7 separate regions of the Mus musculus genome follow, and regions 2, 3, 4, 5, 6 and 7 are each linked to region 1. Evidence: chromatin contacts called from public Hi-C, HiChIP or PLAC-seq, Micro-C and promoter capture Hi-C data. All regions are on one chromosome and are shown on one strand. Each heading gives the region's core, a stretch centred on a gene start, on an enhancer-like site or on the middle of the called end of the contact. The rest is flanking DNA. Distances are from core to core; before and after follow the strand shown. Region 1 holds the start of Krt18 (keratin 18). Region 2 holds the start of Hoxc5 (homeobox C5). Region 3 holds the start of Fignl2 (fidgetin-like 2). Region 4 holds the start of Hoxc8 (homeobox C8). Region 5 holds the start of Hoxc11 (homeobox C11). Region 6 overlaps Acvr1b (activin A receptor, type 1B). Region 7 has its middle 8.8 kb from the start of Gm52200.

Region 1 (3,447 bases), core at 707-3,206:
CTTAATGTTATCTTGACTCTCAATAGTGTAACTTAGGTGAGCCATAGAACATGTGTGAGCCAATGGCTCTGCTCTTAATCAAAACAGGCTAACAGCCGGGGCTTCTGCTTCCATGCTAGGCTGCTTTGGGGGCAGCCTGGCCCGCCTAGTCTTGGCCCTTAGCTCCTAGGCCTGGTCAGTGGCCCGGCTTACCTCTTCATGATTCTTCTTCATGAACAGAAGTTCTTCCTTGAGTGCCTCGATTTCTGTCTCCAGCTGCAGCCTTGTGATGTTGGTGTCATCTACCACCTTGCGGAGTCCATGGATGTCGCTCTCCACAGACTGGCGCATGGCTAGTTCTGTCTCATACCTGAAGGAGTGGAGGTGATCAGAGGGCCTGAACCTTCTCAACCAGTGCCACCTCCATAGACTAGCCCCGTGCCCACCATAAACAGTCACGGAGTCATTCCCTTAGCACGATTCTTGGCCTTGGAGCGTTTGCTTAAACTGGGCTGCACAGATGAAGAGCTAACTCAGTAGTCAATGAACCCTAACCTGAATAAACTTCGGAAAGGAAGGAACCCTACTCTAATACAGTTCTGGGAGTAGGCCATTCTTAGCTCCAGCTGCAGCCCCGGACTTACTTGACTCTAAAGTCATCGGCGGCAAGGCGGGCATTGTCGATCTGCAAGACGATGCGGGCATTGTCCACAGAATTCGCAAAGATCTGGGTGGATTAAAGTGGAGAGAGTCGCTTTGAGAGTTCCGGGTCACATGAGGGTGTGTGTGTGTGTGTGTGTGTGTGTGTGTGTGTGGAGAAGTGGGGGATGAGAAAACACGTCTTGTGTTTCAGTGAATCCATCCCAGTCCCAGGAACAGTCAGAGGCGTGTATTTCTGTCTTCCCTTCCCACCTGAGCCTCCTCTCCCTTCCTGGATTCCTTGCCCCTCTGCCAGGGCCTGCACTATCTGGATTGCTTACAAAAGAGCAGCTTCCAACAAGATTTCTCTGATCCTCTCCTGGCATCTTCTCCAGGTGCACCTGCTAACCCCCCCCCCCCCCCCCGTCCTGGGACGCGCCCCCCCCCCCCACTTGTCCCGCTGGCCCCTCCTACAGGTAAGCTCCTGTTTACTCCTAGATGACTCAGCCTTAGCCACATCCGCTTAACCCTCTAACTGTTCCTACTGGAAAAGAAGTGAGTGTCTGAGTTCATTTTATGATTCCCCCACACACACCTTTTTATTTTATTTTTTTTCCAATCCTGTTCTCTTCCCACTACACTGCTTGGGGGAAGCCGGCTCGCGTGTGTAACCACTACGCTTGGAATTCCTACAGGTTGTGGGTGAGAGTCCAGAGTATTCCTAACTCCGTCCCATAGAGTGTGTGTGGGGGGATGTGGTGAATGTGGAAAGAGTGGAGGGAGTCAACAGCCCACACTCTATTCAAGTTTGGGGGTGTGGGCACACTGGATAGACAGAACAGCCCGGAGCTACTGCCCCTCCCCCCTTAGGCCCCTTACCTGAGCCCTCAGGTCTTCGATGATCTTGAAGTAGTGGCCCCAGTCTCTGACGCCCTGGGGCCCCTTCTTCTCCAGATGTTCCCGGATTTTGCTCTCCAGTCTCCTGTTCTCAGTTTCCAGGCTCTTCACCTTGTCTAGGTAGCTGGCCAGGCGATCGTTCAGGTCTTGCATGGTCTCCTTCTCGGTCTGGATTCCACCCATTCCCGCCAGGCCTGCGGACCCCACAGAGCCACCCCAGACAGAGCGGGACACGGATATCCGGGACCCGGAGCCCCCAGCACCTGCATAGACGCTGGCTGCGCTGCTGGCAGGCCGGACCCGCTGGCTGGGAGTTCGCACAGAGCCCAGGGACCGGTAGTTGGTGGAGAAGGTGGTGGAGCGAGTTGTGAAGCTCATCTTGTCTGGAGAGGAGAGCGAAGCGAGAGACCAGAACAGGAGTTCCGCCGCGGAGGGTGGCAGTCCTCGACCTGTTGTTATATCGCCGCGGGAGGAGGTAGGGACCTCCCCCAGCAGGCCACGCCCCAGCCACCGGAGCCGGGGGCGCCAGGATCGGGATTCCTGTGACCTAACAGGTCGCAGCCCTTCTCCACTTCTGCACACGCCCTCAGCATACCTGCCATCCTCACCGACACAGGGAGTGGATAACTAAGGGGTGCACAAAGGATAGCAGGTGGTGTTAGCCCCTGAGTGTCTGTTTTCAGGGCAAAAAATGGCGTTTTAAATATCCGTTTATTCCGGGCGTGGTGGCGCACGCCTTTATCCCAGCACTTGGGAGGCAGAGGCAGGCGAATTTCTGAGTTCGAGGCCAGCCTGGGCTACAGAGTGAGTTCCAGGACAGCCAGGGCTACACAGAGAAACCTTATCTCGAAAACAAACAAACAAACAAACAAACAAACAAACTCCATTTACACAGACAGAAGAGGGGTTCACTAGGGTGAAGATTTTGTGGCATGTCGCCAGCTTAAGTCTGGGGGCAGTCCTAGAACCCCAGGAATCCTGGGGAAAGAAAATTGGGAGCTCAAAAAGAAGAGAAACACGAACCTGAGGGCAGGTCTCTTGGTTTTTCTGCTCCGGCCCCATGGTTCCAAGACACTGCTGTGGCTCCATAGGGAACCGTGGAAATACATATCCTCAAACGCGTGGGTACACATGTCCTCATTCAACTCATTCCCTGGAGGCTTTATCGGGGCCTTTGTGATTATGTAGAAGAGGTATCCCTATGTCTGGACACCTACCATTTACCTCCTCCTCCTCCTCCTCCTCCTCCTTCTTTTTTGAGACAGGGTCTCATGTAGCTCGGGCTGGTCTTGAACTTTCCATGTAGCTGAGGATGGCCTTCAACTCCTGATCTTCCCGTCCCACTTTTGAAGTGCTGGGATCCCAGGCATGAGACTCCATCACTTTCAGGTTACAGGGTGCTGAGGACCAAACCCAAGGCCTCATACTCCTCAGGCAGACCACTTTACCAGCTGAGAACACAGCCAACCCAAGAGCACATAGATTTAACCAGTATTTGCTAGACACCTTCTAGTAGCTATGGGAACAGCAAGGAAGAGAGAACCACTGTCCTTCCTGTAGATTATACTGTGTCTGGACAGGTTGGGGTCTGAGTCCATAGACCAGATATGTAGAAACAGCTAAGTTTGAACCAGATTGCCTGCCTCTCCATCCCCCACCTCAACCTCTGCCACCCCCTTGCATCTGTCCCCTTCTCCTGCTCCCCGGGCCTTTTCTTCGGTCCTTCCTGGTCAATTTTTATAATGCTTTCTGGCTTTCCAGCTTGTTTTCTGGGGGAAAGAGCCCCTCTGCACCCCCGCACCCCCTCCTCGCCAGCTGGATGACCACTCCTGCTGAATGAGGAGGGAGAAACCCTGAGGTTGGAATCGGTCAGCACCAGGAGCCCGTTTTTCCGGCAGGACTTGGTGTTTGCTATACCTGTGGCCATGCTCT
Region 2 (3,447 bases), core at 702-3,201, 990 kb before region 1:
CCCTCTTTCATATGCAAATAATTAATGAGCAAAGACAGTTTAGAAGTTACAAAGGTTAGTTGAAAGCACCCCGATTCTAGCTAGTCATAGCCTCTGCCTGGCACAACCAGCCTTCAGCAGGCTGGTCAGCCTAGGCAGGAACAAAGAAGAGGGTGAGGCGGAGGTCGGGGAGAAGGGGTTACAGTCAGTCTGTCTCACCTTAACTCAGGCTAGCTGAACTAGGGCTCGGAGCCGAGAGAGGCAGCCCAGGCTGAGACTTATCCAGTACCCGCCCTACAAGAATGTGCCCCGGGCCTGGGGTGCTCAGCTGAGCTGAGGCAAGACAGGCAGTGCAGGCGGTCCTGCGGAACCCTGGGTCGATGGGGATTCGGAATGCCAAAGAAATGCGCTTTTGTCTGGGAGGCCCGGAGCCAGTGCTCTAGCCTCCGCCTCAAAATCTAGAAGGAGGAAAACCGAAAAGGAAGGGCGCAGGGACCACAGCAGACCGGGGTGCTCTCTGAGGGCTCCCTGCTTCCTCTAAAGAGCTTCTTTGCTCTTCATTTTGGAATCTTTCTTCCACTTCATCCTGCGGTTCTGGAACCAGATCTTGATCTGTCTCTCGTTGAGACACAAGTTGTTGGCAATCTCTATGCGCCTGCGGCGAGTGAGGTAGCGGTTAAAATGGAATTCTTTCTCGAGTTCCAGGGTCTGGTAGCGCGTGTAACTGGTTCGGGACCGCTTGCCATCCGTCTCTGGAACATAAATTCCCCCAAACCAGGGAGGGATGAATAGCGTGCAGCACTCCAACGTCCCACCCTAGTCCCAGGCCCCACCCGTGGTCGGAGGGAGTAGAGGTGAGCGCGGTGGGACAGGCCAGAAGGGCCGCAGGCGGGCAGGCCCGGTCCCGGGAGAAGCGCCTCCGCCTGGGCAGGAAACTTTCCACCGCCGCCTTCACTCTGCGGCCGGAGGGGCTGAGGGGGGATGGGGGGAAGAGGGAGACCCAGGCTCGGACCGAACAATAAGCACCCTCGAGATCCGAGCACCGGGGACCCCCCTCCCGCCCCTCCCGAGTCGCTGGAATCCTCCGGAGCCGCGAGCACTGGCCGAGCCGGCTCCGCAGGGGAGGGAGGGAGGGAGCCGCGGGGGGATCCCCACTCTGGAGCCCCATGCTCCTCACCCTTCAGATCCCTCTATTTTTTTAACTCCCTCCCTCTCCCCCCAAAATTGAATATTGCCTTTTATACACGTTTTGTTCCTATGATCCAATTATGTCGTCGTAAATTTGGGCGCACACAGCCTCTAAGCCTTTTAGTGGACAGTTTTACGAGCCATTGATGCCTGGATCGTAAAATTTATGGCCGCAGGTTTTTTTTCTTTATTTGCCCCGCATGGCCTATAAAACCCAGGCGGACCCGAGCGCGCAAAATGAAGTCCTAAAGTTTACCGTGGCTCATGTGCAGTTTGGTCATCCACGGGTAAATCTGTGGCGGGGCCGGTGGCTGGCTCAGTCCGGCAGGCTGCCCTGTCTGCGCCTGCTCCTCTTTGATCTCCCCACTGCTCTTAGCTCGCTCCTCCAGCGCCGGGCGAGCCGCCTTCTGACTGTACATCCCAGGGTTCAGAGGAGCCGCTTCGTCTCTGCCCAGAGCGTGTCCCGGAGCGGCCGCGGCGCTGCAGGCGGGGCGGTCGGGGTGAGCCCGGGGGTTGGCAGCCATGTCTACCCCGTGGAGAGAGTTGGAAGGCGCAGGCGGTGGGAAAGTGATGCTTAAGTCCAATCCGCCGTAGCAGTACCTGGATGCCTGCACCTCTGAGGCCGATCCATAGTTCCCACAAGTTTGCATGTTATAGGCAGGGATATTGGGGCTCTGCTTATAGAATGAATTGGCTACGTAGGAGCTCATGGCGGGGAGGGCCCAAAAAAAATTTCTGCACCCTTTTTGATTAAGGGTGATTTGTGACTCTTTGAAGTTGAGGGGGTTTTTGTTCTCCAAAGTGCACAATTTATAGGTGGAGATATCTCTTTCTTTATCCTATGCGCTCTTCCCAAATAAGGGAGCCTTAAATAGAGTCACGTGACTGGAGCGGCCACTCATAAATTTGGCTTGATGACCTCCGGGAGGTTAGTGATGGAAGCCGGCGAAACGCATCTTGATATGTTGGCAAAGCCCGGGGGTTGGGGGGGGGGGGATGAAAGAGAAAGAGAAGCAAGGGGGAGGAAAAAAAAATGGTTCTTGGAATTGGGGGGTAGTCGGGACAACGAGCTCACAGCGACACCTGGTGCCGACTCGGAGGAATTTCATCTTGTAGCATCGCTTGGCCTTCTAGCAGTCAGTTTGTGGAGAAGTTGTTGCTTGTTGGACAAACTAACCCATTGAGCTTGTCTTTAAAATTCTGCTTAAAATTGAGAAAGGATGAGGCCTTATTTATGAATTACACCGGTGGTTTTTGAAACGAATAGTGCCAGTTCCCTACCTCCAGAGCCTTCCAAACTTCAATGATGACTGAGAAAGAGAGTTGGGGTAGCTAAAGCCCAGCGTGGAGAGCCAGGAGGACATATCTTGGGTTACCTAAACTAAAGGTCAAGGTCTCTTGCTTGGGAGGATTGAACTCAGTTTTGATAAAGAGAAGCTTGTCTTGTATGCTTGGAAAAATTAACCTCTGGGAGGTAGGCAGGATACCCAAGAGGAGAGAGGGTTCCTGAATGAGCAGAAGCAGCAGACAGGTCCTGAGGCTGAGAGTCCTAGGTACTCTCTGGGATGTGACTGGAGGTGAGGGGCCAGGTGAACTTGGGTAGACTTCACAATGTTAGGAACCCTAACATGTTGCAAGAGGCAACATTCCTATGCATGTAACTAGACACAATGAACTGGAGGGCCCTTCTACAGCTCTGTGTGGTCTTCATGTGGTACCATGAGAATGCCAGATATTTCAGATGACCCCCAAGAGCATAGAGGGGCAAGATTGAAACCTCCACAAATATTATGAGCAAGGCAGAGATAAAAGTCTGCTTTTGTTCTTTTAGAGGTAAGCTCTTAGCCCAGGTTTCAAGATAGAAGGCTCATGGGGAGGTGGGTGGGCAGGCAGGGAGTCGGGCAACCCAGACACAGTCTTTGGCCAGGGTTTCTTCAACCTTTGGGTCCTATCCCCTTTCTTAGTCCCAGACCCTACTCTTTACTGCCCACATTTCCTCAGGAACTGAGGAACTCTCAGTCTCTGCCAGAACTCTCCCCCCAACCCCCGCTGGCCGAGGATCTGGAGGAGGGGGGCGGTGGCAGGGACCTGGAGAGTCTGGAAAACTCAGACCGATTTTTCCCCCTCCGGGAGACCTCCCACCCACACTTCTTCCCCTAGGCCCACTCAGGTTTCTATGCTGAGCCTTGGGGAAAGAAGGCTGGATCTGAAAAAGGGTTAGGGTCCTACTGTGCCCCTCATGCGCCAGGTTTGAGGAGAGAAGAGGCAGGAACCAGATAG
Region 3 (3,447 bases), core at 243-2,742, 970 kb after region 1:
CACTGTAAAATCAGTATGCCATGGGCTTATGTCATCTTTGGAATTTTGTCCTTGGGTCAGGTCGGTTCACTGGAGGCAGGTGCCTACATGGTTCTATTTCTTGGGCCCTGTATCTCTTATTGGTTCAGGACTGGTGCCTTGATGGGTGCTAGAGGAGGGTGTAGGACCAGCCTGGGAACATTTACCCTCTTCATGGTCCAGAGGTGGTATCTCACAGATTGGCTCTAGGATCCCCACACCACAAATAGTTTTGCTCCCTTTGAGTAAGGGTGTTTTGTGAAATGAGTCTGACCACAGCTCCCTCTTCATTTGGTGACTGGGGAGCTCAGAACAAAGTAGGGTTCATCTTTAACCCCTCGGGTGATAGAACCCGGGTCCCCGAGCATGAGATGAGGCAGGTACTTTACCAGCCCTGTGATGCACTTGACATGATCTGCATGCTCGTACTATCTCACATACCTCAGCACACCATCTGTTCATCCCAAATAATGTTTGTAAGGTGATAAGAGTCATTTTGGATGGAGCAGGTAGCAGGCAAACAAACAGCATTCGGTCAGGTTCTAGTTTTTTGTTTTAAATTATTTATTATTTATTTAATGTGTATGAGTACACTGTAGCTGTCTTCAGACACACTAGAAAAGGGCACCAGTCCCCATTACAGACAGTTGTGAACCACCATGTGGTTGCTGGGAATTGAACTCAGGACCTCTGGAAGAGCAGTCGGTGCTCTTACCCACTGAGCCATCTCTCCAGCTCCCAGGTTCTAGTTTCTTTAGGCCAGTGGTTCTCAATCTTCCTAATGCTGCAACCTTAAATATAGTTGCTCATGTTATGGTAATTCTCAACCACAAAATTATTTTTGTTGCTACTCCATAACTCTAATTTGGCTACTGTTACGAATCATAATATAAATTTGAGTGGGTTGGGGCGGGGAGGGGTATGACCTGAAGATTGAGCTTTAGCCAAAGGCCGGAAGAAATCAAACCGCAAGGAAATAAGGTTGCTGGGCTAGCCACTGTGGTTTCCAGGGCTGATGGGTACGCTCACATCCCAGGGCCTATGGTGGACCTTTGAATCTCAAGGGAACGCCAAGGTGGACAGAGTAGGATGTCAACCTGTTGGGCCTCATATCCAGCAGCTCTGGACAGGCTGCACTAATCTTTACAAACCTTGATACGCTGCAGTGGCTGGCCCATAGTGAGCGAACAGCAAGTGTCTGCTACGGGTGAGCCTCACATGGTCTGGCCCTTCCCTCGATCTGGTCCATGGAGGGGCATAGCCGGTGTGGTCAGGGTAACTTGCCGGGAGTGAAGGTTTACTATGGCATTTCTGCATTCCTCTTGGAGTACAGCAAACTATTTTAAAAAACTAACTCTAGGTCTAAAGGGTCTCGGGTAGCCTGTCATTGGCTAACCAAGCTGTCAGTGGGTCCCTAGAGCCACTGCAGGAGCTGACCAGCCGCTGTTCTTCTCGCCTGCAGCTCTGTTGAAGATGCACTGGACACCGGAACACGCCCAGCCCCTAAACCAGTGGCCAGAGCAGCACCTGGACGTCTCCTCCACCACTCCGTCGCCGGCTCACAAGTTGGAGTTGCCTCCAGGGGGTCGCCAGCGCTGCCACTACGCTTGGGCACACGACGACATTTCCGCCCTCACAGCCTCCAACCTCCTCAAGCGCTACGCCGAGAAGTACTCCGGAGTCCTGGACTACGAGCGCCCGGGCCTGGGCAGCTACGGTGACGCCGCCTTCCTCAACGGTGCCAAAGGGGACCCGGAGCCCTGGCCCGGGCCAGAGCCACCTTACCCTCTAGCCTCGCTCCACGAAGGCCTCCCGGGAGCCAAGGCGGCTGGCGCGGGTGGCTCCGCCGGCCTCGGGGGCTCCCCGGTAGTAGCTGGCAACCTGACTGAGCCGCTGTACACGGGCAACGCGTGCGGGGGACCGTCGGCGGCCACTGAGTACGCGGCGGGCTACGGAGGCGGGTACCTGGCGTCCGGCTACTGCGCGCAAACGAGCGCCGCGCTCGCCCCGCCGCCCCCGCCCGCGCTGCTGCAGCCAGCGCCGCCGCCCGGCTACGGCCCCTCGGCGCCGCTCTACAACTACCCGGCGGCCGGCTACGCGGCGCAGCCCGGCTACGGGGCGCTCCCGCCGCCCGCCGCGCCGCCCGCGCCCTACTTGCCCTCCGGGCTGGCGGCGCCCACGCCCCTGCCCGCGCCCGCGCCACCCCGGCCCGCGCCCTACGGCTTCCCCGCGGCCGCCGAGGGCGTGTCGCTGAAGCGCAAGGCGGTGGACGAGGGCGCGGAAGCCCGCTACCGCAAGTACGCTTACGAGCCGGCCAAGGCCCCCGCGGCCGACGGCGCCTCCTACCCCGCCGCGGACGACACCGAGTGTCGGGGCAACGGGTTCCGTTCGAAGCCACCCGGGGCGACGGAGGATGGGACCGGCAAGTACGGCGGCGGCGGCCCTCTCAAGGTCCTGGGCTCCCCCGCCTACGCGCCGCAGCTCGAGCCCTTTGACAAGTTCCCGGAGCGGGTCCCGGCCGCCCACGGAGGCTTCGCGGAGCCGTCGGGGGAGCCCGCCAAGGGCGTGGACCCGGGGGCGCTGGAGCTGGTGAGCAGCAAGATGGTAGACTGCGGGCCCCCAGTGCAGTGGGCGGATGTGGCGGGCCAGGGCGCGCTCAAGGCGGCCCTAGAGGAGGAGCTGCTTTGGCCCTTGCTGAGGCCGCCCGCCTGTCCCGGCAGCGCGCTCCCGCCGCGGACCGTGCTGTTCTTCGGGCCCCGCGGCTGCGGTAAGGCGCTGCTGGGGCGCTGCCTCGCCACCCGACTAGGTGCCACGCTGCTGCGCCTGCGCGGAGCCGGCCTGGCGGCCTCGGGCGCCGTCGAGGGCGCGCGCCTCCTGCAGGCGGCCTTTGCTGCTGCGCGCTGCCGCCCGCCCGCTGTGCTGCTCATCAGCGAGCTGGACGCGCTGCTGCCGGCGAGGGACGACGGCGCGTCCCTGCGGGCGCCTCTACTGACCTGCCTGGACGGCAGCTGCGGCGCGCGCGCCGACGGCGTGCTGGTGGTGGGTACCACCTCGCGGCCGGCGGCCCTGGACGAAGCTACCCGCCGGCGGTTCGCGCTGCGCTTCTACGTGGCGCTGCCCGACGGCGCGGCGCGCGGGCAGATCCTGCAGAGGGCGCTGGCTCAGCAGGGCTGTGCGCTGAACGAGCGGGAGCTGGCCGCCCTGGTGCAGGGAACTCAGGGCTTTTCTGGGGGCGAGCTGGGGCAGTTGTGCCAGCAGGCAGCGGCCGAGGCGGGCATCTCTGGACTGCAGAGGCCCCTCTCCTACAAAGATGTGGAGGCTGCTCTAGCCAAGGTGGGCTCTCGGGCTCCCTCCAAGGAGCTGGACTCGTTAGTTGAGTGGGACAAAATGTATGGCTCCGGACACTGAGGGTGGCAGGGGAGGCCAACT
Region 4 (3,447 bases), core at 486-2,985, 960 kb before region 1:
TTGCAGCTTTGTTTACAAGTGCAGAATGGCATTTAGTGAGGCGGCCTAGGGAAATAATCTGTTTCCAAAAGAAAGGAAAAGGGCTGGGGTTAAAGGAGAGGGGGCTGTGCCAATTGCCCCCTCCTTGCCGATCTCTGACTAATGCTTTTCCAATAAGAAAAATAATTGATCTTCTGGAATGTATCACTGCTCTGCCTGATTGCTAACTGGAGACCAAAAATAAATCAAGGGCCATCCCTGCCGGAACTTGTCGTTATCTCTTCCCCCTGTACTTCGAAATTGGGCCATGAAGGGCCACCCTTGGAGGGGCTCATGACCTAAACAGCTTTCCAAGAGACTCCATAGTTCTTGATTGGCGGGTAGCCTGACTCGAGTACCCTGGATCTCAGAGGCCCCTACTTGGTATGACCCCTCTCTCCTTTTGAGCAATCATTTTCCTCTTCTCGGGCTTTCAGTCTTCTCTTCAATTGGAGGAAGTACAGAAAAGTTGGGGTAGTGGCCTTCAGGCTGCTTCTCTGAGGGGAAGAAGTGACAATCCTAGAGAGGCAGAATGCTTGTCCTTGGGAGAGGGGAGGTCTTGCCCCTCTCCCTGACTAGGGGGAGATAGCAAAGGGTCTCCTTTTCACCCAACAGTCTGGTCACTGTCTTGGGATGGCTGGCGTTGGGAAATGTCTTTGGGAAAACTGGCTACCAACCCCAAAGACTGATAACCTCAGTTTACTTAGGGTGTCCTTGCCAGCCATCTCCCCAACTTTGGCTTTACAGATGGGAAGAAGGAGAGACAGAAGGAATAGAGAAAACGATTTTTAACCCTTTGCACCCACAAGTCACCTTTCCCCCACCTTCACCCCAACAAGCACAATGTCTCAGGCACCCCACGCTCCACCCCCAGCCAAGCCTTTCAATCTCCCAGGAACCCACCCAGGCACGGGAGTGGAGTGGGAGAGACCCCCAAAGCCAGGAAGGAAAGCGAGCTAGGGCAGACAAAAAGGAGGCGAGGGAGGGGGGAAGACCCCGGAGCGCGGGAGACCAAGGGGGAAAGAGAAAAGGCTTCTCACCGTGGGGTCTCATCCATGGAAACATGAGGCTGGGAGACGAGTTCTGATTTAAGTGGCCTTGTCCTTCGCTACTGTTAGTGTTGGCGGAGGATTTACAGTCGGGATATTGCACCACGCTCGCCTCTTGCTGAGCCCCATAAAGGGACTGTCTGGGGAGCGCCTCGTAGCCATAGAATTTGGAGGCGTCTCCGTGGCAGCTCAGCGAGCATGGGTTCTGCTGGTAGCCCGAGTTGGAGATGCCGGAGGTGCCGTGGTGGAAGAAGTCTTGGACGTGGTGCGAGGCGTGCTGGAAACCGGGCGCGGAGCCGCCGGGCCCGTACACCAGCGCATGGCTTCTGCCCACGCTCTGAGGGAACCGGCAGTCGTAATAGGCCGGTTCCAGGGACTCGCCGCCTTTGTATTTGGAAAACAGGGGGTTGACGAAGTAGGAGCTCATGCTGGGTACATGAAAACCCGCGGCCCCCTCCCCTTGGATCACGCTCCCCCGCCGGGTATCCCCGAAACTCCCCTCCCCCCGGGACCGAACCCCAAGCTGGCCGGCTCCCCCGGGCTGGACTGCTGGGCTGGGGGCTGGGCAGGTGGGGGCGCGGTGCCGGCTGCGGGCTCGGGCGGCTGCAGCTCTCTGCTCACTGTCGGTAGGTAGAGCGCGCGCTCTCACTTAGCTCTTTCCTCTAACAGCCCAGGCGAATTCCTCAGACTCCCGGCGGTGGCGGCGCTTACACGCGATTCGCGTTCATCAATCCACGACATGAAGACAGGCGAGCGAGCGAGCGAGCGAGCGAGCAAGAGAGAGAGAGAGAGAGAGAGAGAGAGAGAGAGAGAGGGAGAGGGAGAGGGAGAGAGAGAGAGAGAGAGAGAGAGAGAGAGAGAGAGAGAGACTGGGGGAGAGGGGGTTCAGGGCTGGGGGGGGGGACCTGGAGGAGAGGGAGGGAGGAGAGGCGAGGAATGGGGGTGTGGTGTGTGTAGGGGGTGGTGAGCCAGCCCTAGCTAATGGACAAGGCCAGCTTTTCCAAGGTGTGCACTCTAGTTTGAAGGTGTTCCCCCTTTTCTTTCCTTTTTGAGAGATACCTGAGCCATCAGGTCAACTCAGGTTACCTCAACAGGTAGAGGACCCCCAGGAGGTGAGAGTTAGTAAGTCAGGGCTGAGCCTGCAATCCAAAAGATGAGTTCTCTGAGGTTCCTTAAGTCTGAGGACTCTGAGAAGCCCAGCATGGTGATCATGTACCCCAAACCCTTCAGCCTGCACAATCTCCAGCCTCTGGTCTCTCTTCAAGGTCTGGAGCTGCTCTGTCATTTTTATATCCTGGGGACTCTTGTCTCTTGACTGCTCTTGGGGGGCACTCTATATGCCTCAGCATGACCTATAGAAAGCAACCTCTCCAAGGAGTAGGGAACCCCAATAGGCTTGGCTGGGAGAACCTGAGAGCAAAGCTGTTTATGGGGACTCAAAGGAATAGTTTGTGTGCCCAGGTTTCTGTCTAGCCCAACTCAAGAGATTTCATTTTTGGAGATTACAGCTGGACTGAAGGGTGCAAAAGAGTAGACCTCTTACTGGTTCTCATAAACCACCATCCCTTAGGAAATGCCAGCTCAACCTAGAGGGGCCCTCAGGATTCCCTGCACACACAAGCCCTTCTCCAGGCAGGCTGCCCAGGCCAGGATGTGGAAGGGAACTGTCAACAGACACTCTTTAAATATTTACCCACACTTTCTGGGCGGGGGCAGCATCCCCATGCCCAAGACTGGACAAATTCAAGTTAATTCTAATGGAAAAAAAATAACCAACACCCTTCTCTGGCCATGGTGTTTGCAGTTATGTGGGCTTAATTCAGAGAGAAAAGAGAAGAAAGCATAAGAACAATGTGTGCGTGTGGGCTATTGTGCTCATGAAGATGAATAAGAATGATTTTTCCCCCTGTCTTCTTCCTCTACAGTATGTGAGGCCACCTTGGAGCACACTCCAAACACACACACACACACACACACACACACACACACACACACACACTGTATGTACTGTATGTATGTATGTATGTCTCTTTATCCCGGGATAAAGAGACACACCAAGTGCTAGTTCATTTTACACTACCCATACTCATTTCTGGAAGTGGCCACTCTGACTTACAGACCTGTACATACATATGCACACCAGGCACATTCACATAGTGCTTGATAAACATATACATTTGTAGGTTTTTGTATCAAGAAAAAAAATCCATCTGATCTGCCCACACCCCACATCCTGAGGTTTGCAGGTTAGGCAAGGAAGGACTTGGTTAGAAAACCAGATCTTTTCCTTTCCTTCTGCCCATATGAGACAACTCTGGGCTGGCTCTAGTCATCAAAGAAAGAATGGCAGGGCAAAATAGGATAAAAAGAGCAACTCTCC
Region 5 (3,447 bases), core at 322-2,821, 930 kb before region 1:
TTCCTCCAGAAATCGGAGGGAACCGCGGAGAATCGGCGCGAAGGAGTGAGATCAGGAGAGAGCAGTGAGGAATCGGGAGCAAACTAGCCCGTAGAGGTAGCAGGACACCTACGAGCCTCCTGTGGTGCCCTGGCGCCCTGGGACACCCAGCCGCTTGCCTGCCCCAGGCTTGCGTACAGTCAGGCTGGGCCTACCCAGAGAGAGGCCTCGGACCCTGGAGAGCCACCGCTACCTTCCCCTGCAGAGCAAGGGAATCTCTGATTCTTTCCCCACTCTCCTGCCACCGCCAAACCCCGGCTTGCCCCGGTTTCTTCTCAAAGACCCGCGAACACGTAATTTGAACATTTTTAAAAGTCGTTTTAAAAAGAAGAGGAGCGGCCTTGGAGAGCTTCCCTGGACTCCAGTTCTGCCGCGTCGCTTCTGTTCCTTACCTCTCCCCTTCTCTGGATTTCTCCCAGTCTGTCCCTCGCCCTCCCCTTTCCCCCTCCACCCCTCCCCTCCCTCCCAACCCCCCAGCAGTCCGACTCCCCATCCTTTCTTAAACGCTCCTCTAAGTTCACGATCAAAGTTAATATCGCCCGCAATGGTGGCACTTTTAAAAATTTCACAGACCGAGGGAGATAACGGAGGAGGGGGGCTCACCCGGCTTTTCCAAAGAGCCCCTTTCCCTCCCTCCCCACCCCTTCTCCATCGTAAAAAGTCGAGTCGTTGGGAGAGAGGGCTTTGTAGGTTATAATAAAATCCTTTGAATGCTTATAAAACTCCACATAAAATCAGACTGACCCAAAACACGAGGCTGTCCGCGCTCCCCTGCCCCCCCCCACTACTCCAGCCCTCCCTCTCCGCTCCCTCCCTCGCTGCCCTCGGGTTCCCGGCCGCTGCTACCTACTGGGGGCGGCTCCCTTGGCCGGCTCCTTGGTCGCCGAGTGGGAAGAACCGGACGAGCTGGGATTCGTGTTCTCCTCCTCGGCCTCGGCCTCAGCACCGGCCTCTGCCCGGGACGCAAGTCCCGAGGCGGGGGGCGCCTCAGGCTCCCCCTTGGCCTCGCCCTTGCCGGAGCAGGGGGGCTCGGCGGGCGCATCTCCCCCACCGCAGTAGGCGTTGTCGAAGAAGCGGTCGAAAGCTTGGGGCAAGACGCTGTTCTTGTTGACTGAGGAGTAGAAGCCGGCGGGGGCCGCGTGCGGGGCGCTGGGGTGGTGGTGGCCGCCGTAGGAGCCTTCATTTTTCATGAGGATCTCAGTGACTGTGGAAGGAGGCAGGCACTCCCGGTGCATAAGCTCGTCGGCCGCCGCATAACAAGACGAGTAGCTGTTCCGATGGTGCCACTTCCCGGACGGTTCCAGGCCGTAGGAGACCTCCCGGACCGGGGGCACTTGGGCTGAGTAGGGATAAGAAATCTGACGAGAGGGAGCCTGGGGTAGGAAGGAAGAGACGGTGGAGAACTCAGGCACGTAGTAAGTGCAACTGGGCAGATAGAGGTTGGAGGTGCAGCTCCCTCGTTCGCCGAAGTCAGCGCCCCTCTCCTTGCGCGAAGGCGAGCAGAAGTTGCCCAGGTTGACCGAGTTAAACATCGTTCTCTTCTCCTGCCTCCTCCGGCTGGAGGTTTTGGACCCGATCTAGCGAGGGGGGAAATTTTGGGAAGGCGAGATGACGCGTTATCCGTCTTAGTCTCTCTCCCCGAGCACGTGATCCAAAGTAGATATTGTCATATATCAGTTCGGAGCACTTCGCAGACGTAGGAGGGGTTCTCTCTTAGGTAAGATCGGGGACGTTCAGGCGATTGGTTTGCAAACACCGCAGAAACATTATGAAAATCAATTGCAGATTTGTATTCGTTTTTCTCTCGTCACTCCCCTCCTCTCCATTCCACAGAGCGAGAAAAGGAGGAGAGAGAGAGAGGGTTGGGGTGGGGTGGGCGGTGGGATGGGCGGGGGCGGTGGCTGGGAGGGGGTAATTGTATTTTTTTTTAACTGCTGTTCTTTTCCCCCCTAGGATTGGGGGAAGGAGAAGGGTTTTCCGTTTCGGGGTCTTGGTCCCCTCCTTATGACAAGCTGGGGGGCGGGGGGTAAAAGAAAGGGTCTTTTCCTGCCTGATTTCCCCGGAAATATTGGATGCTTCCCAACAAGTTTCAGGGACTCTTAACCCTCTACCTGAAGAATCAGAGCTTGTTCATAAGAAGTCCTTTATATTACTTTCCTGACCAGAATAAGGTGCGCTCCCTTATAGGACAGGCTCCCAGGAAGAGTATCTGAAGTTTCCCAAAGGTGAGGCAGCCCAGCTATGAGCCAGTGTCCCAACTTTGTCTAGCTTGCTGTGCTGCCGCTGGCTAGGGACTCCTATTAGTCATAAACCAGTGGTGAGCAGTGCGCCAGCCGCCCAGCCGGTGCCTGGCGAAGTCTGGGAAAAACCTTCTCTAATGTTGTGTTAAATATTTAGTATGAGAGAGTGGCCCTGGGTGAATATTTCATGCCTGCCTTTATTGTCAATCAATGTGCAGAAAGCTACATTCACTGTGGATTTTAAAATCCCAAACCCCAAAGAAAAAGATTTAGAGTGAGAGTCATCTATCTTCTCTATCTGGGGCCCTTCGGGTTGGGAGCTCAGCTTCAGCTAATAGGCTGAAAAGAAGGCTGGCAATAAGGTCCAGGCAGGATGTATGCTAAGGGAACTACATTTGGAGAGGTTTTTTTTTTTTTAATGATTTGGGGAGCTTAGGTGGGTAGAGGTGTCTATCTCTAATACCAATCAAAAAGTAGGCAGGGTAGGGCCTGAAGTCCCCAGCCTCTTTCACTCCTATTTCTTCTCTACATCTCAGTCCAACCCTGCCCTTCTCCAAGTCTATAAACCCTCCTTGCTGGACCGCTGTGTCCATAGGGGAATACTCAATGACTCCTTAAACCTCCAGTCCCTTTGGCTATTACAACATACATCTGGGCATCTGAATATAACTTTATGGAAATGTTCTGGGCTGGATCCATGGTGCCCAAACAACTGGCACAAACAGAAAGCAGCAGTAACCTTGGTCCTAAGAAGGAGCTGTCAGGACATAACATTTTAGAAAAGAGCAACTCAACCCTGTACTCTTAGACAAAACCAAAGGTAGTCTAAACCATTCCCCCACCCTCAGGGCCGCCTTCAGATTGGTTTTCCCGCTTTAAAGTGTATTTAATTTGATTTTCTTTGTTGAAGGATGAATCACTGAAAGCCCCAGTCAGACAGGAAAGACAGAAATGGCTAGCTTATTTCCAAATATATCTTCCCAAATCCATTTTTCCTCAACTTTTCTACCTGCCCACATTTACTCAGACTTTACAACAATACTTCGGTGAAATCTGCCTCCACCATAGTCACCTTCTCTGTGTGGGTGGGTGAGTGGGGATGTCTCCAATATTGTAGAAGAGACTTCCAGTGCTTCCCTATGTTTGCACTTAATGATAGGCATTGCTT
Region 6 (3,447 bases), core at 541-3,040, 840 kb after region 1:
AAGCCCAGGCTAGAAAAGCCTATCCTCATCTCTTCTTCTACTCTGGAAGTCATCGCTCACTCTGCATACCCCAGACAACCCAAGCTACCTCAGAGTGTCTATCAATGAGGCAACCCCTCTGCTGTTCCCACTCAAGGACACAGGGACACAAGGACACAGGGTATGAGGCAGCACTGTGAGGCAGGCAGGTAGACGGAAGCTTTTCCATACAGGCAGGGCCTGCTGTATTCTTTACAGTGTGTGAGGAGATCTCTATCTTCTTGAGATGAATTCCCAAGCACACAGCTGCCCGGGAGCAGCTTGGGCTGTACCATCTCTCACAGACAGAGAGTGTGAAGTAGGGACTGCGAGCAGATCGGTCATGAAAGCAATTTCCACAGGAAGCTCCCCTGGAACTCACTCTACTCTTCTAGCTCCACGACTAAAAAAGCCTCAGATCTTCCTCCCAAACTTGTGGGTGAAATTTCTCGCTCGGTCTGTTTTTGTTTGTTTTCCTATTGGTTACTGTATTTGAGACAGTTTTCACTAAGTAACCAGCTGGCCTTGAACTCTCCACCCCCTAGCCTCCACAGTGCTGGGATCACAGGCCTGGGCTACTAAGCCAGGCTCTGTCTTACTCCTCTTAAGAACTTAAAATTTATTCAAGCCTCAGAAAACTTGGCAAGACCCCCTTTTCTTCCTTTGGAGTCCTGCTAATCCAAGAAGGCGCCTTTGACAAGTCCCTTTGTGTCCCTTAGGGGTTCCCCACAGGGAGCACCTCTCAGCACCGTGTTGTGACGTCCAGCAAAGACAACAGCATTGGGTCTATTTTGGGAAGCAAGAAAGGGAAAATTAACAACTTCAAGAGATGACTATTCTGAGCCGAGTGAGACACACGGCCTTTTCAAAAGCAGTCACCTCAGAGTCCATCAATTAGTGGGGCAGAGGAGACGGGAGTCTCTGGTTCCCGATAGCTGTTCCCCCTTCGGTGATGCTGGCCTCGCTCACAGTGATTCATTCTGGAGAATGACCACGCCCACACATGGCTCATTATTTTTGGGAAGTACTTAAGCAGGCCTGGTGTAAGGCAGGAAAGAACAGAAGTGGTGAAATCTATGCTGAAGGGCCCAGGATCAGCTGGGAAGTGGGCCATGTGGGCCTGCAATAAGGAGCGGGCCAAGCAGGCAGGCAAGTCCCTGAGCCTATCTAGGTCTCCACTATCCAACCAGCAAACACCGTTTATCTTACAGAGACAAGAGGGAAGTTAGCCAAGCGCCTGCCAAGTGCTGTGGCTACCCTGAGCAAGGCTCACCCCACTCTCACTGTGTTCACCTTTGCTTTTTACAGATGAGCGGCAAGCCCAAGCAGACACACTGTGAAGATAACCATCGCCATACCCGCACCCTGGAAGGATCTGAATCTACCATAGCAGGAGGGACAGTGGGCATCACAGAGCAACAGGTCACAGAGACCTGAACCTCAAGTGCTAGTTCCAATACTAGCCACATGACCTGGAGCACACAGTTACCCTAACTGTGACAGTCTCTTTTGGGCTGAAGCTGTGAAGGACTGTTAATAAGGCTCACACAACATATAAACATTATATATAGTAATATACTTTACATATGAACCTCCCTTTTAATGTAAAAATTGAAAGAAAACAACCCCAACAAGGAAAATATTTCTTAACAATGACTAGGAAGAGGTGAGCCACAGTCTCAGAGGAAATTGCTAGCTCGCTGCATGGTTGTGGGACTGTGTGGCTTCAGGAAGTCATTGACTATCTCTGCACTTCATTTTCCTCCTGATCAACCGGAAAAAGGAAGTGAAGAAGATGACATCACGTTCTCGCTAGCTACAAGCTCTCTTCCCTCTGGTCTAGGTCCAGAGCACTTGTCTCAGTCAGTCTGCTGTGTCCTTTAAAGACACGTGCACTCACCACTCATCTGCTAATACTCTTCACTGAAACAGAAGAAGCAATAATAAAATTATAAGCATATGCTGAACTTACTATAAATTCATATCCTAAATTTAATTCTTTCTGAAAAGCTAAATCCGGGCTAATGACAACAGCCTCTTGTCATGTTTCATCATGACTCATCAGGTCAAAAGTCTGCACACATGTGCACAGCCACAGGGCCACCTCACACACGTGTACTGCCACTGGGTCACCTGCACACATGTGTACTGCCACAGGGCCACCTCACACACGTGTACTGCCACTGGGTCACCTGCACACATGTGTACTGCCACAGGGTCACCTGCACACATGTGTACTGCCACAGGGTCACCTGCACGTGTGTACAACAACACAGTCACCTAAAACACTCCCTACTCTATCAGCAAGCACGAGCAGTGACTACCACAGAGGCACCAACTCACTGTGTGAACAAGTCAGCAGATGAGAGGCCTGTCTCACACATGCAAGGCCCTGGGCTCGGTCCCCGGCATTTTGAAATATATAAAAATAAATCAAATGGCCAATCAAATGGGGGGGGGTGTCAGAACACGAGCCCTCTCTCCACAGCACAGACTCTGTTATTGATGAGTCTAATTAGTCAGAACTGAACTTGAGACAAAACCACCTCGACAGGACTACAGCATGGGTCAAAGTCTGTCTGACTAGAAGGTGGTTTGTGGTAGGATGTGAATGCAAATCTGATTCAGAAAAAGGTTGTTTTGAGAAAAGCCAAGTCCCAGGATGAGCTGACTCTGGCTTCTGTGTGCTGTACACACAGTCTCCTGTGTCAGGAGGACACAGAGGCTCAGGCTGCGCTCAGCTGGGAAGTCTCAGGAACCACTACAGAGCCTTAGACTCACAGTGCCACAAGATATCGCAGGGGATACCCAAAACCTCAGAAAGTTAGGAGCACGCTACACAGCAGCCTGTTCTGTCCAAGAATTGGTTATGAACACAACCAGTTCTCTAGCTCTGAAAGCTAGAGCGACCATGGTCCTTAGTTTATTCATTACTCCTTAGGGACACTGGACAGTCTATCAGGACAGTGCATGCGGGGGTTTGTGCAGCCCCCACGCTGCAGTTTCTAACCCCACTATACACCGTGTGAGCAACAGCAGCCTACAGCATCAGGGCCCACCACTTCTTCCCTGGCCCTCGCCCAACCTCCCTACAGCTTTTTGGTGTTTGTTACGGGCACCTCTCAGGGTTGTATCTGATGGGTGTGCTTTTCTGACAGGCTGATATTTTCAGAATCCAGGGCCTCAGGCGAGCTAGGTAAGAGTTTCACTACTAAGCCATTTAAGTAAGTTCACTAGGGATAACACAAAGACATGAAGCTGGCTTTCTCAGATGCTGTGATGCTCAACTGATAACATTAGCAAGAGTCCACTCTTCTGTGATCTGCATTCTCTGTTATGTGGTCTCCACACAGCTCAGAGCTGAGGCAGACATAGTGGAACAAGGCCTTAGAGAAGGTATGGGGCTCACAAACGGTAAGCAACCTTACA
Region 7 (3,447 bases), core at 454-2,953, 700 kb after region 1:
TGCCATAGCCAGCTGAGGGGATTCTGAGCCCCAGCTGAGGCCACATTCCACAATCCCTGACACCACTCCCTTCAGCTTCCTCTCACCCTCAGCCCTGAGGAGGCAGGGCCATCCCTGGTGACTCTTTTCTGGGCCTGTCACCATCATATGAGGAGCCCTGGCTTAGAGAGTGGTGAGCCAAGGACACACACACACACACACACACACACACACACACACATACACACACGAGGCCCTGTCATGTCACGTCACTCAGTGGGGTTGAGGCTGAAGCTCTTTTACCCAATCCCAGGTCTCCATATAACCAGGGCTCACACCAGAATCCTAGCCAGGAGTCACAGCCACTTGTGGGCAGTGGGAACCAGGGGAGACAGGAGATTGGGGACAGGTAAGGCCAGGTCCCAGGCCAGGGTGTCCCAAGTAGAGATGCAGATTCTCATAGATTCTCCAGTTCAGTTCAGTTCAGTTCAGTTCAGTTCAGTTCAGTTCAGTGAAGAGGTTCTTCCTCCTAGGAAACCCGCCCTGCTCTCCAGCAGCCATCATGGCCCAGGTCCCTGCCCTTCTTGCCCCCACCGTCCAACCTCAACTCACCCCATGTTCATCAGAGGGATGATTCTCCCTGTCACAATGTGGGTCTTTCAAAAGCCTGGGTTAATAGCACAACCCTCCAAACACTTCCGCCTTCAGCCTGCAGTCCTCATCACGGAGTGACCCTCAACCCACCACAGCAACCAAGAATCCACTGTCTGCCAGCCACACCCAGCCCAACCCAGCAGGACCCCATGATGTACAAAATGGTGCCCAGGCACAGTGAAAGCCATCTTTCCTTCCAGGCCAGCCCCATACTCCTCCAGCCCATGTTAGGCCTCCCTATAGCCCTAAGGCAGGCTCCAGGTTCCAGCTCCAAAGGCCCTCTTCCCTCTCACCCAGACTCCCAGCAACAGCTTTGGTATTCTTCACACCTGGGCACTCTTTACACCTGCACACACTTCACACCTGCACACATACTTCACACCTGGGCATTCTTCACACCTGGGCACTCTTTATACCTGGGCACTCTTTACACCTGCACACTCTTCACACCTGGATACACACTTCATACCTGCGCACTCTTCACACTTGGGCACTCTTCACACCTGCAGCACTTCACACCTGTGCACTCTTCACACCTGCACATACTTCATACCTGGGCATTCTTCACCCCTGGGTACACACTTCACACCTGCACACTATTTTCACACCTGCACCTCTGAGCAATAGGTTCTCCAGCCCAGCTCTCTCCACCTGACATCCCCTGCCACCCTGACTCCGAACTAGATCCCCACCCCACACCCCTGCATGTCCAGCACATCCCATGATGGTCCTGTGGCAGGAGTATGTATGGTTGCTTGAATCTCACTTATAAGAAGAGTGACATAAGACTCCAAAGCTGTCCTTGAGTGAAAATGTGGAAGGGAGTGGGGGTGGACAGGGCCAGACTCAGTCTTTTACCTGAGTCCTTACAACACAACTGTGGGGACCCTAGGCCTGAGAGAGTCAGAGGAACCAGGACATTTACAACTGACACCATCACTGACTGCCCTTCTCCTCATGTACACACACACACACACACACACACACACACACACACACACACCTTTTAAACCATGTGTGTATAACCCAGCTCTCCCAGGCCTGCAGCTTCCTCACACCACACCCAGACCTGCTGGGCAGGCTCAACAGCCTCTCTTGTCCACCTCCCGCAGAAAAGCTGCCGCAGCCCTGCCCCCACTGGGAAACAGCAAGTTCCACGGAGCAGGAGCGCCCTCCAGTGGACAACATAGGACTAGACCTCCTTAGGCTCTTGGGACCGAACCAGAGCTGGTGAAGAAAGCCACCAGGCAGTTGGCAAGGGTGAGTGAACTAGGAAACAGAGGCAAGCGGTGCTGCAGCTTGAGTCTTCCTTCAACTCAGTGATGGTTGGACTGGAGCTCGAAAAGTAGGCAGAGTAGTGCCCTGAAGCTGATGAGTGAGATTGTGACGTGGGCCTGGGCTGAAAGGTGAGGGAACCAACGGAAGGGTTCCCTTCCTGTCAATGAGTTTGTACAGGAGGACCCACCCGTGGAGTCCCTGTAGCAGGCAGAAGTAGGGCTTAACCAAACCTCTCTATATAGCCCCATTACTCCACCCTCCTCTCTAAACAGCTTTCTGGGGGAGCTGCCGGTAGCCCTATGAGCCACTCGAGAGGGGCACCAGTGTGCATACACAAGAGAAACCGACGAACTTGCCAAACAGGCCAAAGCAGTCCTCCAGGTGAGGTCGTCAGGAACCCACAGAATCTTCTCCCACCTATGAAACATACATGGCTTAGATCAAAAACCCTAAAGTAAGTTGAGCAATGGCCCCAGAAAAATCTACCTGGGAGGATGACTTCATCTGGAGTATGCAAGTGAGATCCCCTCTAGTTCCCAAGTGAACCCTAAATCTAATGACAGGTATCCTTGTGAGAAACTGACAAGAAGAATACACCGGCACGTGGTGAGCTCAGAGCAAATCTACGAGGACTGCGGAATCCTCCAAGCTGCTAAAAGCCAGCAGAAGGAGGCAGAAGAAGGGTCTGCCCTGGAGCCTTCACCAGGGCCACAGCCCTGCAGACCCCTTGATATAAACATGGACTTACAGACCTGTGAGGTAATCGATTTCTGGTGTTTTAAGCCACCAAGTTGGTGAATCCTTAGGACAGAAAATTAAGACACTCGTGAAAATTAAGTATCTCTGCAAGAAGGGGCCGTGACTATGGACTTAGAGCCCCTAAGGGGAAGGGGCGTGACTATGGGTTTAGACCGCCCCCCAAGGGGAAGGGGCGTGGCTATGGGATAGCCCTCCTAGGAGGAAGGGCATGACTATTGATTTAGCCCTCCCAGGGGGAAGGGGCGTGACTATGGGTTTAGACTGCCCCCCAAGGAGAAGGGGCGTAACTCTGGGCTTAGACTCACCCCCAGGGAAGGGGCGTGGCTATGGGATAGCCCTCCCAGGAGGAAGGGCATGACTATGGCTTTAACCTCCCAGGGGGAAAGGGCGGTGACTATTGACTTAGCCCTCCCAGGGGGAAGGGGCATGGCTATGGGCTTAGCCCTCCCAAGAGAACCATGAGGGCATCTCCATGAGGTTCAGGTCTAGGATTTAGCTCAGCAAAGTGGGGTAAGGGAAGATCAGGAATTCATGGTCATCCTGGCCCTCAGCCAGCTCCCGGCCCACTTACCTACAGGAAACCGTCTCAAAGGCCCCACCGCACCACGCCTTCAAAAGTTGAACACTTCCACACTTGCTCACCTGGCAAGCACCTATTGACAATATCATGTAATTGGGCACCTTCATTCTGCAGATGTCCTGAGATTTAACAGTCCTGGGGACTGTTCTAGTAACATTCCTATTGCTGGGGCTAAGACACCATGACCAGGTCAGCTT

The links. Promoter capture Hi-C pulls out the DNA fragments that hold promoters and counts their contacts. Hi-C and Micro-C count contacts between places; a contact is called where the count stands out from the background. HiChIP or PLAC-seq counts read pairs in DNA pulled down with a chosen protein or histone mark.
Region 2: a promoter capture Hi-C map of embryonic stem cells shows a contact between it and region 1. The contact joins the promoter of Hoxc5 here to the promoter of Krt18 in region 1. A contact is called at or near these places in 3 of 39 promoter capture datasets (all in embryonic stem cells) and 2 of 484 Hi-C or Micro-C datasets (both in embryonic stem cells).
Region 3: a contact with region 1 is called in a promoter capture Hi-C map of liver, with 4 times the contacts expected there. The contact joins the promoter of Fignl2 here to the promoter of Krt18 in region 1. A contact is called at or near these places in 6 of 39 promoter capture datasets (3T3-L1-derived adipocytes, embryonic stem cells, hippocampal neurons and 1 more), 2 of 484 Hi-C or Micro-C datasets (both in embryonic stem cells), 1 of 115 datasets of contacts at active chromatin or transcription factors (embryonic stem cells) and 1 of 9 other capture datasets (embryonic stem cells).
Region 4: a Micro-C map of embryonic stem cells shows a contact between it and region 1, with 4 times the contacts expected there. The contact joins the promoter of Hoxc8 here to the promoter of Krt18 in region 1. A contact is called at or near these places in 2 of 39 promoter capture datasets (embryonic stem cells and stem cell-derived epiblast-like cells) and 1 of 484 Hi-C or Micro-C datasets (embryonic stem cells).
Region 5: a Hi-C map of embryonic stem cells shows a contact between it and region 1, with 5 times the contacts expected there. The contact joins the promoter of Hoxc11 here to the promoter of Krt18 in region 1. A contact is called at or near these places in 1 of 39 promoter capture datasets (embryonic stem cells) and 1 of 484 Hi-C or Micro-C datasets (embryonic stem cells).
Region 6: a contact with region 1 is called in a promoter capture Hi-C map of liver, with 5 times the contacts expected there. The contact joins the enhancer-like site here to the promoter of Krt18 in region 1. A contact is called at or near these places in 13 of 39 promoter capture datasets (the 3T3-L1 cell line, 3T3-L1-derived adipocytes, the C10 cell line and 8 more), 1 of 115 datasets of contacts at active chromatin or transcription factors (extraembryonic endoderm stem cells) and 1 of 9 other capture datasets (embryonic stem cells).
Region 7: a contact with region 1 is called in an H3K27ac HiChIP or PLAC-seq map of trophoblast stem cells, with 10 read pairs. The contact joins the enhancer-like site here to the promoter of Krt18 in region 1. A contact is called at or near these places in 17 of 39 promoter capture datasets (3T3-L1-derived adipocytes, the C10 cell line, the SN4741 cell line and 9 more), 1 of 484 Hi-C or Micro-C datasets (pancreatic cancer cells), 14 of 115 datasets of contacts at active chromatin or transcription factors (the NIH/3T3 cell line, a colorectal cancer cell line, craniofacial prominence and 9 more) and 1 of 9 other capture datasets (embryonic stem cells).

What each region holds. Positions count from the first base shown.
Region 1 is chr15:102,026,725-102,030,171 of GRCm38.p6, reverse strand. It overlaps Krt18 (keratin 18), which reads right to left and starts at 1,956. Exons shown (of 7, transcript NM_010664.2): 1 at 1,498-1,956; 2 at 624-706; 3 at 193-349. The coding sequence starts at 1,893.
Region 2 is chr15:103,012,512-103,015,958 of GRCm38.p6, reverse strand. It overlaps Hoxc5 (homeobox C5), which reads right to left and starts at 1,951. Exons shown (of 2, transcript NM_175730.5): 1 at 1,424-1,951; 2 at 1-731. The coding sequence starts at 1,877. The coding sequence ends at 517. Mir615 (microRNA 615) reads right to left here and starts at 1,049; the gene lies at 958-1,049.
Region 3 is chr15:101,052,444-101,055,890 of GRCm38.p6, reverse strand. Fignl2 (fidgetin-like 2) reads left to right here and starts at 1,492. Exons shown (of 1, transcript NM_001214911.2): 1 at 1,492-3,447. The coding sequence starts at 1,492. The coding sequence ends at 3,426.
Region 4 is chr15:102,988,827-102,992,273 of GRCm38.p6, reverse strand. It overlaps Hoxc8 (homeobox C8), which reads right to left and starts at 1,735. Exons shown (of 2, transcript NM_010466.2): 1 at 1,059-1,735. The coding sequence starts at 1,494.
Region 5 is chr15:102,952,650-102,956,096 of GRCm38.p6, reverse strand. Hoxc11 (homeobox C11) reads right to left here and starts at 1,571. Exons shown (of 2, transcript NM_001024842.1): 1 at 890-1,571. The coding sequence starts at 1,571.
Region 6 is chr15:101,189,319-101,192,765 of GRCm38.p6, reverse strand. All of the region lies in intron 1 of Acvr1b (activin A receptor, type 1B), which reads right to left. Among named protein-coding and RNA genes, the nearest start is that of Mir6962, 2.8 kb to the left of the region's middle. Within about 2 kb of position 1,790, at least 80 of the 459 cell types and tissues checked have an H3K27ac peak or open chromatin away from gene starts, as enhancers often do. A contact at or near this core is called in liver, where this site is marked.
Region 7 is chr15:101,325,792-101,329,238 of GRCm38.p6, reverse strand. No RefSeq gene overlaps it. Among named protein-coding and RNA genes, the nearest start is that of Gm52200, 8.8 kb to the right of the region's middle. Within about 2 kb of position 1,703, at least 62 of the 459 cell types and tissues checked have an H3K27ac peak or open chromatin away from gene starts, as enhancers often do. A contact at or near this core is called in a colorectal cancer cell line, pancreatic cancer cells and trophoblast stem cells, where this site is marked.